2 separate regions of the Zea mays genome follow, and region 2 is linked to region 1. A link is a contact called in public Hi-C data. All regions are on one chromosome and are shown on one strand. Each heading gives the region's core, a stretch centred on a gene start, on an enhancer-like site or on the middle of the called end of the contact. The rest is flanking DNA. Distances are from core to core; before and after follow the strand shown.

What was found. Hi-C and Micro-C count contacts between places; a contact is called where the count stands out from the background.
Region 2: a contact with region 1 is called in a Hi-C map of leaf, with 8 times the contacts expected there. The contact joins the promoter of LOC100857097 here to the promoter of LOC100281166 in region 1. A contact is called at or near these places in 5 of 25 Hi-C or Micro-C datasets (ear, endosperm, leaf and 1 more).

What each region holds. Positions count from the first base shown.
Region 1 is chr6:112,529,755-112,536,919 of Zm-B73-REFERENCE-NAM-5.0, reverse strand. LOC100281166 reads left to right here and starts at 5,195. Exons shown (of 2, transcript NM_001154085.1): 1 at 5,195-5,413; 2 at 5,517-7,165. The coding sequence starts at 5,389.
Region 2 is chr6:112,852,293-112,859,916 of Zm-B73-REFERENCE-NAM-5.0, reverse strand. LOC100857097 (acetylglucosaminyltransferase) reads left to right here and starts at 6,160. Exons shown (of 4, transcript NM_001254771.2): 1 at 6,160-7,076. The coding sequence starts at 6,461.

The DNA of each region.
Region 1 (7,165 bases), core at 3,946-6,445:
TCAGTGACATCCAAACAATAGAACTAGAATTACATTTCATTTCAATATCATGCATGATTTAATATTTAACTCAACTAAATTTCATCCTCTCTAGTATCGACATCAAACGTAGCATTAGTTCTGTTGGAAGTCAAATTGAGCAGCGCGGACAGTCCGGCGCTGAGGCCGGACGGTCCGTGGTCCGGACAGTCCGCGGTGGTGGCGCGGACGGTCCGCGCGCGCGCAGAGTCAGTTAGGGTTCCTAGTTTCTCGCGGGATTTGTTACCTAAAACCGCAGGATTAACTCGGGAAACAGTTGGAAACGGATCCAGACCTCCCCCTTTATATAGATGAAGGGCTACGGCCGATTGAACCCCCAACAATCGAACAAATCAAGTCTATTACTCATTTTTACCTTATGCATTAGGAGTAGTTCTAGTCTAGTTCTAGTTTAGCCCTAGTTTAGTATTCCAATCCTCAAATTCTCCGCCTCTCCTCGACTCTACGTCGATTAGAGGAGTCTAGGTCGGCCTGCCCGAGCCTAGACAACTCCTAGGATCTCTCCTCCCCGACGGGGTCCCTCCCGGGAGCGAGATCCAGGCGCCGTCGGCGATCTACCGTCGCCCCTGCGCACGCGCGGACCGTCCGGCCCTAGGGCGCGGACCGTCCGGCCGTCAGGCAGGGAACCCGAGCTCCTGCACCAGGTCGCGGACCGTCCGGCCCTGTGCCGCGGACCGTCCGCGTCCGACCAGAGAGCGTCGCCGTCTCGCACCAGGCCGCGGACCGTCCGGCCCCTGCGCGCGGACCGTCCGCCCCTGTGCAGAGGGCACCGCCGCCGGTTCTTCTTGAGTGATTGGCGCTCCGAAAAAGCGTCAACATACTTTTGGCGACTCCGCTGGGGAATAGGTGTCTAGATCTGCTAAAAATCGGCCCATAAATGGCCGGTTCTAAGGATCACACCAAGATCTCCACTACCAACATCATCAAGCCGGCCATGGAGGCGCTCCCGGCTGATGACCAAAGGCCCTTTGAAGACCTCGTAATGCGCGATGAGAAGGAGGTGATGCGGCAATGGAACGAACAACGCGACAAGGAAGAGGCGGAACTGCTACATAAACTCTCCGAACGGCGCAAGGAGGCGGCGGACAAATACTTGTCACACTTCACGGTAGATCGCCACCAGAAGATCGTCCGCCAAGGGGAGATCGATATGGAATCTCTCCTACCTCCACTTCAGGGTCCCGCTGTAAGTACTCCAGATCTATCTCTTACGACTTTCATGGATCAACGAGGAGATCAGTTAAAGCAATATGTAGATGAATCTATTAAAATGCATTTACGTGCATACGAGAAATCAGCTGCTCCTAACTTTCCATCGCGAGAGTCTAATACAGTGCCACCCGCGTCAAACACATCGGCTATAAATGGGTCACCCTTGACCCAACCATCATATGGTATGCCGATGCACGCTTTCGCACCACCACCACAGCCACAACCACCAGGCACGCGGCAAGTACTGGACGCGGCCGGACCGTCCGAACATCATCTCAGACAGTCCGGTTATACCGCGGACCGTCCGGCGTATTTCGCCGGACCGTCCGACCAGATGCAGGCCCGCACACAAAACACTCAGGTCGCACCGTACATGGCCGGACCATCAGGATACAACCCTGAACACTTCGGCCCCATCACGGACCGTCCGGTGCATCACGCCGGACCGTCCGGATATGTTGCGGACCGTCCGCCATCTTACGTCGGACCGTCCGGATATGGCATGAACCGGCCGACGTATTACGCTGGACCATCCGACTCTACACGGGTCCATGCGCAGACTGCCCAAGTCACGCCATATATGGCCGATCCATCCGGGTACAGCCCTGGACCATTCGGCCCGATCGCGGACCGTCCAGTTCTTTACGACAGACGGTCTGGGTACGAGACTACCCACGTAGCACCATATACGGCTGGACAATCTGGATATACCTTCAGACCATTTGGCCAGGTCGCGGACCATTCGGCCTCTTACGCCGGACCGTCCGGATATGCATACACAGAGCCGAGAGCTGCGCAATACGCACAGTTCCCACATTCATCGCAGCAACATTATGGTGCCCCACCAGCAACACATTATAATCATGCCATACCACCTCATGGACATAGGGCTGAATACTATTCGGCCACAAGAGAGCTTGAGGGGTATAGGGCAGGAGCTGGTGACATTAATAGGACACCTAACACACACCTCAAACATACCTGGGAGGAAAGCCGACAGAGTAATGTCAGGCAACCTGAAATCTCCACCCACAAACTCAATGGATGGTCGCCAGACATGGCAGAGAGGGTCAGAGACGAGGTAGCCGGGATGTTCAGGGACAAACTCGGTGTTAGTGTGTCAGGTACAGGGCAATCGTATCGGAAGCCTTATAGCCACCGATTCGACACCGTGCCATACCCACAGGGAACTAGAATACCAGACTTCTCTAAGTTTTCTGGTGAAAGTGGGAAAAGCACACACGAACATATAAGCCAATTCATAGCACACTTGGGAGAATTGGCTGATGGGGAAGCCTACCGCGTTCGTTTATTCTCGTTGTCCCTTACTGATACTGCATTTGCATGGTACGCTGCTTTGCCACCAAATTCTATTAACTCTTGGGAAGAATTAGAGCAGAAATTTCATGAGCACTTCTTCTCAGGAGAACATGAGTTAGAATTGGCTGACTTAGCTTCAGTCCGACAGGGGCCTGAAGAATCGGTTAATGACTATATCCGGAGATTCCGGGACACTAGAAACCGATGCTTTCAGATTCATGTCGCGGAAAAACAACTAACAGGGCTAGCTTTCAATGGGTTGCGACCCTACTTAAAAGAAAAAATAGATGGCACTCAATTCTTTTCGCTAGTGCACTTGCACCAGCGGGCTATGACATGTGAAAGCCGAAGTAAGGAAACATCAAAATCGGCTAGCCATAAGATGCATCTAGTGGGATACGATAACTCGGACGATGAATCCACGGCCAGGGCAGGCTAAACCTTCACCATGTTCTGCTTCACAGTCGATTCGAAAGAATCGACAAGAAGAAGTTAAGTTTACGTTTAATGTTGCCAAATGCGATAAAATATTTGACGAGTTACTTAAAAATGGCAACATTAAATTAACTCATACTATCCCTCCTATAGATGAATTAAAGAGACGTGCTTATTGTAAGTGGCATAATTCTTTTTCTCATGCCACCAATGACTGTAATGTTTTTCGTCGACAGGTACAATCGGCCATAAATGAGGGCCGATTGGCTTTTCAGGAAATGCAAGTGGACACACAACCATTTCCTGTTAATACAATAGATATCGCATGCAAAAAGATCTTAGTTCGGCCCGAAATGGCCGATAAAGGCAAAAGCAAAGACATAATCATTGGTAGTCCTCGCACGTCGAATATATCACAAAAGGAGATTGTTCGAAAGGCTTTGGACAATAAGGCTAAAAAGTCCGGAGGCACCGGGGGGCAGGCACAATTAATGAGTCAAGCACGACAGCCTGTCCTGAGCATCACGGACGATCTGGCACCTACGAGCGGACGGTCCGGTGTTCAGATAGACGGTTCGGCTAACTCTGCCGGACAGTCCTCCTATGCCCAAAGGCGTCAGCCTCCACACAAAACCTTAAAAGGGAAGGAGACACAACGGCGAAGCACAAATGGTCGACTGATCAAAGCTGACTCTACTGTTGATCAGTTGCTCTCCAAAAATGCTAGCAAAAAGACCATTCCACGTGATCGGTCAACAAAGAAACCCCGGTCACCTACTAAAACGAAACGGCCGAACAAAATGGCCCAAAAGGCGACGCGACAAGCATCGTCTGTTCATCCTATGAGACCAGGGTACTTTCCACCCGTTTACTCATCGTCGGTATATTATCCTGTTCAAACAAGGAATGGTACGATGATGAATCCATGGTATATGTATAGTCCCTTTGTCTATCCAGGCTGGGGGGCACCTCCATTCTATTCCTATTGATCCATTGATCAAACGGTCATGGCCGAGAAAGATACAATCTGAAACGGCCTTTATACATTGGTGCTTTATTGAATGAGCTCCATATTGAAAAGCCGGTGACTTACATCAGGCTTAGTTCATATGCTTTTGGTTCATCAACCTTCACCAAAAGGCAGGGGGGCATATGTTGGAAGTCAAATTGAGCAGCGCGGACAGTCCGGCGCTGAGGCCGGACGGTCCGCGGTCCGGACAGTCCGCGGTGGTGGCGCGGACGGTCCGCGCGCGCGCAGAGTCAGTTAGGGTTCCTAGTTTCTCGCGGGATTTGTTACCTAAAACCGCAGGATTAACTCGGGAAACAGTTGGAAACGGATCCAGACCTCCCCCTTTATATAGATGAAGGGCTACGGCCGATTGAACCCCCAACAATCGAACAAATCAAGTCTATTACTCATTTTTACCTTATGCATTAGGAGTAGTTCTAGTCTAGTTCTAGTTTAGCCCTAGTTTAGTATTCCAATCCCCAAATTCTCCGCCTCTCCTCGACTCTACGTCGATTAGAGGAGTCTAGGTCGGCCTGCCCGAGCCTAGACAACTCCTAGGATCTCTCCTCCCCGACGGGGTCCCTCCCGGGAGCGAGATCCAGGCGCCGTCGGCGATCTACCGTCGCCCCTGCGCACGCGCGGACCGTCCGGCCCTAGGGCGCGGACCGTCCGGCCGTCAGGCAGGGAACCCGAGCTCCTGCACCAGGTCGCGGACCGTCCGGCCCTGTGCCGCGGACCGTCCGCGTCCGACCAGAGAGCGTCGCCGTCTCGCACCAGGCCGCGGACCGTCCGGCCCCTGCGCGCGGACCGTCCGCCCCTGTGCAGAGGGCACCGCCGCCGGTTCTTCTTGAGTGATTGGCGCTCCAAAAAAGCGTCAACAAGTTCATTTCAAATGAATTTGAAGCACTTTAAGGGTTCATACACCTAAAAGAGAATGTATGAAAAGCTTAGACCCAAACTGCAGTTAGGTCTTTTCATTTGCTGTATTACGTGAAGCAGTAGCCTGATTTGCATCAGTACAGTGCATCTCCTCTACCTCAGACAGTGAGACGGAGAGGTAAGATTCAATGAACCCAGCAGATCCAGAAGGGAAGGGGTACGAATTGCGCCAACTTGGGCAACTTGCCTCCCGGGTTCGCCACCACATAAAACGCCGGCGCCACCGGGCACTCCTTCCCCACCCCACCACCACCTCCTCTCCTCTGCCCCTAACCCGTCCGTTCCGGCTCATCCGCCATTTTTTCCCTGTCGCGGTAAGCGATAGGGTTCGGCGTCCGTCTTCTAAATCCGCCCTTCTTCGTTTCGATTTTTCCGGCGTTCTGGGAGCAAGCTTCGGCTTCATCGACGGCGTTCTTGGTCTTTTGCGGCTCGACATGTCTCCGTTCCAGGGATACAGAGGTAAAGGCCTTTGCTTTTGGCTAAGGGGTTGATGATTTGCAGTTGCCGCTTTGGGGATTGGATTCCCTTTTCGTGTGTTCTTACCCCTCGTTTCTTCGATTAGGCGATGCGGTTCTCTCCGGCGTCCGGTCGCGGAAGCGCGTGTTCGCGACGGCGGCCGCGGAGCCCGTGACGGCGGCGCCCAAGAGGCAGAAGCGCGGGGATGAGATGCCCCTGGACGCGCTGCCGGACGAGTGCCTCTTCGAGGTCCTGCGCCGCGTGCAGGGCACCCGCGCGCGCTGCGCGTCGGCCTGCGTCTCCCGCCGCTGGCTCGCGCTCCTCGCCGGCATCCGCGCCTCTGAGGCCGTGCTGGCCCCGGCCGCCCCCGCCGTGCCGGACCTCAACCAGGAGTACCTCAGCGAGGACGACGAGGCCGATCTGATGGACCTGGACGGCGACGCCCGCGAGAGGACCCTCGAGGGCATGGAGGCCACGGACGCGCGCCTCACGGCGGCGGCCGTCGCCGGCCGTCTGGCTGCCGTCTCCGTCCGCGGGAGCCACCCCGCGCGTGGCGTCACCGACGCCGGCATCTCCGCCCTCGCCCGCGGCTGCCCAGAGCTCCGCTCCCTTACCCTGTGGGATGTCCCGCAGGTGACGGACGCCGGGCTCGCCGAGGTCGCGGCCGAGTGCCACTCGCTGGAGCGGCTTGACATCTCTGGCTGCCCTATGATCACGGACAAGGGCCTCGCCGCGGTTGCTCAGGGTTGCCCGGAACTGAAGTCGCTCACCATCGAGGGATGCTCCGGTGTGGCCAACGAGGGTCTCAAGGCTGTAGGTCGTTTCTGCGCCAAGCTACAGGCGGTTAGCATCAAGAATTGCGCACTCGTCGATGACCAGGGTGTGTCTGGCCTCGTCTGCTCTGCGACCGCCTCTTCGTTGACAAAGGTCCGGCTTCAGGGTTTGAACATTACTGATGCTTCCCTTGCTGTGATCGGGTACTACGGGAAGTCAATCAAAGACCTGACCCTTTCTCGCCTCCCTGCTGTCGGTGAGAGGGGATTCTGGGTGATGGCCAATGCCCTGGGCCTGCAGAAGCTCAGGCGAATGACTGTTGTCTCCTGCCCGGGACTCACGGATCTTGCTCTTGCATCTGTCGCCAAGTTCAGCCCAAGTTTGAGGCTTGTTAACCTCAAGAGGTGCAGCAAGGTCTCAGATGGATGTCTCAAGGAATTTGCAGAATCATCTAAGGTCCTGGAGAACTTGCAGATCGAGGAATGCAGCAGGGTTACTCTTACGGGCATTCTTGCGTTCCTCCTCAACTGCAGCCCAAAGTTTAAGTCTCTCTCCCTGTCCAAGTGCGTCGGGATCAAGGACATCTGCTCCGCACCTGCACAACTTCCGGTATGCAAATCACTACGTTCCCTGGCCATCAAGGATTGCCCAGGCTTCACCGACGCCAGCCTTGCCGTGGTGGGCATGATCTGCCCTCAGCTGGAGAACGTCAATTTGAGTGGCCTTAGTGCAGTCACCGACAGCGGCTTCCTTCCACTGATAAAGAGTTCAAACAGTGGGCTGGTCAACGTCGATTTGAACGGTTGCGAGAATCTCACGGATGCAGCTGTTTCCGCCTTGGTTAAGGCCCACGGCGCTTCCCTTGCGCACCTCAGTCTCGAGGGATGCAGCAAGATTACCGATGCAAGCCTGTTCGCCATCTCTGAGAGCTGCAGCCAGCTCGCCGAGCTCGACCTTTCGAACTGCATGGTCAGCGACTAC
Region 2 (7,624 bases), core at 4,911-7,410, 320 kb before region 1:
CCCTGTTTACTCATATTTTGGGTTTTAACTGTGAAATCTTAGCGAATTTTCACAGTGTCTTGTTTGGTCTCTTAGCTTTTAGCATTTGTGTGAACTTTCCTACCTCAAGTATGTGGTGATCCTTGTGGAACTTCACTCTGAGAGGTCAATAGAGGTTAATTTGCAGATCTGTGGTAACATATTATTGTGGCTAAGTTCAAGTGTCCAAGGTTAACTTTTAGCACAATTTATGGTGGTGCCCTTTTTTATACTTTTATGTTATGGTATCCATTTTTTAGGATATTTCTTTGGTCAAAGTTACATACATACAAACATCATAACATAATATGCATGACTTCACTTTTCACCTGTATGGGTAAAGGACAGGCCCAATACCAAAGGCTCATATGTGGGGTCTAGGAATGGGATAAATTGAGGTAAGTCTTTCCCCGCGATTGTGGAGAGGCTGCTTCAAACCTGTGTCCTAGTAACTTAATGAGATAACTCTCACCACTGCACTAGGCCCGTGCTTCTCCACTTTTCATTTGCATCTTAATTATATTTTGCAACAATACTCTTCACTTTGTGGTATATCTTGACCCTGTCCATGTTGTACTTCTTAATTACAACATGTTGGTATTTCAGCCATTGCCACTATGGTGACTGTTGCTGAAATCCTGAAAAATAATGGTCTTGCTGTTGCGAAGAGTAAGGATTTGTAGTATATATACTTCGTCATTGTGATTCATCTTTGCATGATTGCATCTTCATCTGATGAGAATTGTTTTCCAGAGATCATGACATCCACAGTCGATGTCAAGGATGGTTCAAGGGCTCACCCTATTCAGATGCCAAGGTGAACATCTCCCCTTCTAAGAAATTAACAATGCTGAAGAGGTACTAGCAAATTATTTGTTTTTATGTTAATAATGTTACTGTGTCTAGATCGAAATAGTGTTGGGCAAGACGGAGAAATTTGATGAGCTAATGGCGGCAGCTAATGCGGAGAGGGAAGCTGCCAAGGCAGAGGAGCAGAGCTAAACGTCTATCTTAAAATTTTGTTGTTGTATTAGTAACAAAATGCTGCTAGGTTGTGGGTTTTAATCTCTTGGTTAACAAGATACAAGTACTTTTGCGCTGTCAATCAAGAGTTGTGCTCATTTTATTCGTTTGCATGGTAACTTGTGTTTGTGATAAGATTTGTTTTAGAGGTTGTTGGGAATAACGTGGTCTAGAAGTTGTTTGGAATAAGAGCCGGAGAGAGGACAAAGAATTTATGTGCCCACCCAAATTTAACGGCTCTATTAGCGATTTGAGTATCTATGTTTAGCTACGAGCCTTGTTAGAGCATCATCAACTACTACTCACATTTTAGCTCCCAATATCTCCATATTAGGATCTCCCTAAACATATTTAGACCTAAACAAAAGCTCACCTTCTACCAGCTCCCTATATTTAGTCTAAAATATTATGGAGCTGTTGGAGAGCTTGTTTTTTTGTTTTTTTACTAAATCATGATTTTAGGAATGAAAGTAAGGAGCTGTTAAAGTTTCTCTTATGAAACTTAGACTATTCCGTTTCACTCCTTTTCTTCAACCCCACAAACTTTGCAAAAAAAAGATGAAGTTAGGGCCAATTTTATGTTGAATACTTCAAAAACTCAAGTCCACATGACACGGAGGCATACATTAATTATTAGGCAAAAAGACGTTATATTCAATGCTTGTGACACGTGATTGTGGCTCTTGTAGTCCTGTGAACGGTCGTGCACAAGCACAATACATCGAGAGGAAAGGATAGCTCTCCTCCGGCCGGGATATGTAAAATGCATCACTTATTGTGGAAGCATAGAAATAGGTGTGTTTTTGATAACTGTAACCCTAGCGCTGCGGTGGTGTTGGCAGCTGCAAGGGAGGAGTTGATGGGTTGGCGTATGGCTGGAGCCAAAGCGCTCTCTTTCTTTCATTTAGAAGAGGTGTCTTAGGTGTCTTAGTTGTTTGGGGTGTGTTTTTTGGTTTTGGTTTGCCAAATGTAACACCTTTGTACTGGGGTTTTTTCTCCCCATTTTATTCTTGTTCTTAATACAAAAATACGCAGCTCTCCTGCGTATTCAAGAAAAAAAAAAGAAAAGCGTTTACATTACAGCTACAATGTCACACATCACTTGACGACTATACATATGGCACCACTCCTATCAGACCTGGTGTCAAACCACGGTAGATCGATCTCTGATGGACCTTCCTCTCGTACAATCTTGATGAAAAGGATGTGTTTGCAAATCACATCTACTATACTGATAGCAGTCAGCGTGCTGTTACGAAAACTTGATTTCTGAGTTTCGCTGTCTCAGCATACCGGTAAAATCTTATTTCAACATGGATTTGTTTTGTAGTGCTAGGCCATCAGAAAAATGGAATTGGCAGTACAACAGTATCGAATATATTCCATCTTTTCCTAAACATGCACCTATAAGGTTGTTCTCACCGGTAGGCCTAAATTAGTGTGCATACTATTGTTTTGGTATCGTAAACAAAGTGGAGTTCGAAATAGAGACGGTGGGATAGGCCCCCCACAAGTGTAAAAAACACCATAATTATATAAACATGCACAAATAAAGAGATAATTATATATTTGGGACTCTAAATATAGCGCTTCACAATATTGCCATCCGAAAGATTTACGTCACAAAAAAGCGACTACAAATATCTTCTACTTGATTATACTACCATTTAAAGTATTGTCTTGCTTTTCTAATCTAATTTCATGTATCTTGTCCCTGATTAGCCATTTTTACCCGTATATAATTATAGGCACTAACTGAACTTACTACTCGTCTTCGCTCTCGCGCTCAATAGGATCAACAGCTGGCCAACAGGAAGCCAATTGCAACACCAGGAAGCTAGTATTTGCAAGTTGCAGCTTGTCTGCGCAGAAACCAGGAAGCTGATATTTGTAACTTGCAGGATGCAAACAACTCTTAATGTTCACGTAATACTCATGAAACATCAGGACGATGATACAACTTCCATGGTCGACGTGTCCCTGGGCTAGGCTTATGATGCCGACGAGGCGCCCCTGTCCAACATTACATCGCCCAGCGCGATCTCGCCTAGTGCGATCTCGCCCAACGTGGCGGTCGACGCGGCCTTGGCCAGCGCGCGCAGGGCCGAGCTCGATGGGAGCCCGACGGACAGTGCAGCAGGGGTGAGCCTGAGGGCCTGGATGGGGTACAGGGTGGCCGTGGCCAAGGCGGTGGGCGGTCGTCCATGGCGGCGTGGAGACAGAACGCACACACAAGATAATTTGGTCTCCTTAGGTACAAAATACAGGGAAAGAAGTAATAAAAGGAAGATTATATAGTAAATGGTAGTATAATCAATTAGAACATATTTGTAGTCTCTTTTTTGCGAATTAAATCTTTTGGATGGCAATATTGCGAAACACTATGTTTAAAGTCCCAAATATACAATTGGCTCCACAAATAAAGCATGCTTATATTCTTACTTGTGCAACTTAATATATTTTACTCGGGATGAGTTATTTATCATAACAAAATTAGTATTAATGCATATTTATTAGTGTATAATTAGTTTTATTTTTTCTTAAAAATATAAATACCATTGGTCGAGTATTTTCATCTTATTCACTCCCATTTATCTAACAAAAAAAACAGCTCGCTTGATATACATATCTATAATCCTGAAATGTATAGATGGTTATGTCTTATCTGTCATTGTCCTCTAAGACGAGTTCTATAGTTCTAAAAGGTAAGTTCAAGAGAAATCGAAGTTGTACTGTGCAGGTGCCAGGTGGCGACATCCAACACGGTGTATTTTCCTCTACGATTTTCTCTAGACGACTTTCTCTAGAATCGTAATAGGAGAGGAAGATTTTCTCTAGCGGGGCGTTTGGATCCTTTCGTTTTAAAGGAATTGGAATTCACTGAATAAAGTAACTTATTTAGTTTGGAATTTAGCATTTCACCACTTTCTAAAGTTCAGATATAAGCCTATCTCAAATTCATAGAGTGGAGAATAGGAAATGATTTTATGCATGATTAGAATTTGTTTCTAATATGTAACTTACATGACATTCTTCGTTCTACTCCTCTATAGTAAAAATGTAGCACATAAATATCTACGATATCTTGTTAATAATAGTATACAAATATATTTTGTATAAAAGTGAATTAGCTTAATTGATATATGCCTAAATTATTATTATTAGAATGGAATTCAATTCCAATAATCCAAACGGGGCGTAGACGACTTTCTTTTCAGCTCCATGATGCCATCGAAGACTTGTTGTACTCATGGCGTCCACTCGGCATATGAGTACACATATTTCTTGCTTCTGCATATACTATGTCGAAAGCAGAGGCATCCATTCAGCAATTGTCAATCGACAAAGAGGATAAAACCTATGCTATACACTTAGGGCCTATTAAATTCAGGGGCCAACAATTAGCCTCTACGAATGCCAATTAAAAAGTCTAAATATAGACTGATTTTAGGCGAACAAAAGGTAATGATGATTAATTGATGGTTAGAGTTCATTACCCTTATTAGGCTATAATTAGTCTATATTTAATTCATTTTTATAAGGTGGGCTAATTTTCAGTCCTCACATCCAAACATGCCTTCAACAGGCAGAAACATTTTTTTTTGAAGTGGATAAGAGAAGAAGAAATACTAAATTGTTTTGATTTAATTAGCTATGCTTGTTCTTCAGCAGCTTTAGGTTCAACAGGATCTTAATAATAAAAGGGCTAAAACACATATATGGATGACTGTACGTTCATTTTAATACTTGTAGTGCTGCACAAGGGTCATTATCTTATTTACTATTTCAAACTTCACAGTGTAAATATTACGACCTACTATGCAAAACAACGTTTTGTATGTCCATTTACACGTTCTGTGCACGGGCTTACAACTTACAACGACAGTTTTTTTTGTTGCAATAATATAATTTATAGCTTGACCAAATTACGATTCATGGCCAAAGTATGTTATTTGGTTGGCCTAGGATTATTCTAATCCAACAACTTTTTATTGTATACAGACAAAACAACTTCATCAATCTAAGACTGTCTCCAGCAGCTTACTCATCCCTATACCCATATGCAAACTCCGCTCTACGAACAATACAATATACATCGTAGAACAATGAAAAACAATGTTTTAGGTATAAGTTGGTAAGAAATCACTACATATAAATGCAGGACAAGCCAAATTAAGAATATGGGTTAAGCCTTTATAAGAAGACAAAACAAGTTAAAGATCCATTATGCCGCCAAGTACAAGCTTTTGGTTTCCTTTCTTAGAGTTAAATATGAATCTGGATAAATTTCAGTTTGGATTTAATGTCCTTTAAGATCTGTACAAAATAAACATATCTAACAGTATTTAGCACAAATTAAATGTCGCCGTCCTTACAATCAGTTTTGGCGGGAGCTGGACCTAATCAACTACTACTACGTACTCCTAGACCTACTATTAGGCCTCCTTTGGAACAAGGGAAAAGTGAAGGAATTTTAAAGGATTAAAACCCTATAGAAAGTTTTCCTATGTGGTCCTTTGGAACAAAGGATTGAGTTGCAACAAATCCTATAAAATTCCTATGGAATTGAGCATTGTAGTGAGATTTTGGAGGTTTTTTAACATGAGGTCCAACCTCTTGAAAATTTTCCTGTGGAATTGAAGGTGACATGCAACTCTATTCCTACATTTTTTTCATCCCTATGTTTTACTAATCCTCCATTCCAAAGTAGGCCTTAGGAAGGAACAGGATTGAAAATGTAGACGACACAACGCAACGCAGTTTATAAATGAAATAATTGGATTTTTGCCGCTCACAATGTTGTCTTCTTGTTATAATTACCACTGTGTCTATGAATTATGGGTCCAGCTGGGTCTATGAAATGTGGGTCTGATGGCAATTTTACAAACATGTTTCATGCTGATGGCAAATATCAGAATCTCTCATAAATGGATTCAGGATTAAGAATAAGTCATTCCGCAAGATAAGCACAAAAAAGAAAATCCAAACCCAACACCTCACTCTACCGATCTTCTCCATCTCACACGGCAGGACGAGGCTTTTGGGTCCGTCATCAATCTCCATCCGTGGCAGCGGCACGAGAAGATGCCACGAGGCCATGCCTGACTGGAGGGCCAACGCCAACCCGACGCGACCGGCAGGCAGCGGCGCACCAACGCAAAGGTTAACCCACCCGCCCACCCAGCAGCACTCACTCACGAGACCGTCCACCGCGACGCGCTCTCTTGCCCGTGCCCCCGTCCTCCCCTTCCCCCTCCACCTCCGCGGCGCCCGCGGTAACCTCGCCACGCCACATCGCGTGCGAGCACCAACCGTCGCCGGCCCTCTAATTAAGCTGCCCGCGCGGCGCGATCCGGTGTCCACCGCTGCCCCGCCGGAGGAGGAGGAGGAAGGGGGGCGGGGGGTGGAGCACAGGGGGATGCTAGAGGCGAAGCCGCCGTCGCCGGGCTCCTCCGGCGCGGCCGGGGCGGCGGCACACATCCACGCTCACCGGCGGTGGGCGGCGCCGCTGCTGGCCTCGGTCCTGCTCTCGTCGATCCTCATCTCCGCGTCGCTCTTCTTCTCCTCCTCCCGCGCGCTGCTCCTCTCCTTCTCGCCGCTCCCCTCCGCGGCCTCCGCCGAGCCCCTCTTCGTCGAGGCCAAGCTCCGCCAGCAGATGCGGGCCGAGGAGCGCCCCGCGCGCGGCGCCGTGCCCAGGATCGCCTACCTCGTCTCCGGCTCCGCGGGGGACGGAGCCGCGCTGCGCCGGACGCTCAGGGCGCTCTACCACCCGGCAAACACGTACGTCGTGCACCTCGACCTCGAGGCTCCCGCCGCCGAGCGCGCCGAGCTCGCCGCTGCCGTCCGCGCCGACCCCGTCTACGCCAGGTTCCGCAACGTCAAGGTCGTCACACGGGCGAACCTGGTCACCTACCGTGGCCCGACCATGGTGGCCAATACGCTGCACGCGGCTGCCATCCTGCTGCGCGAGGGCGGTGATTGGGACTGGTTCATCAACCTCTCCGCCTCCGACTATCCACTCGTCACCCAGGACGGTAAGCGCAGATGCGATCTGCCTCCTTCGGCCCCCCAGTTCCGCGATTGGATCTATCCGTCGCGGGAAGACGCGACCTTTCATCCTATTTTTTCGGTGCTTCTAAAGGCGCGATCTTTGCGTTCCGGGCAAAATCAATTCCAAGTTTGGGTCACTGGACGATGGGGATTTGAAATTTGGCGTACAGTGTTTGGTTGCGAGTGTTCGCCAAACATGCGATCTTATACGTGGGCTTGGAGTTGCCACTTGGGAATGGGGTGAGATTAATTTATGACATGTTCTTCCACAATTGGTCTGGGAATTTGGTAAGATTTGATTATCTTTGCCGCTTCTAGTTCTAGGTGGTATCAGGGAGGGGAAAGTCAATCTTGGGGCGTGTATTTCTTTCTTTTAAAAGAGCCCCGCACTGAGTCGCCTCTCTCCCTCTCTTGGTTGCAATCTTATTTTGGTTCTTCCCTTTCGATTTACTACCGTTTTATGGATTCTTCTACTTGTTCATGGTGCAAGCTTTTCTGTTGTGATCAACTTGTCTCTTTGTTTGTCTGGTTT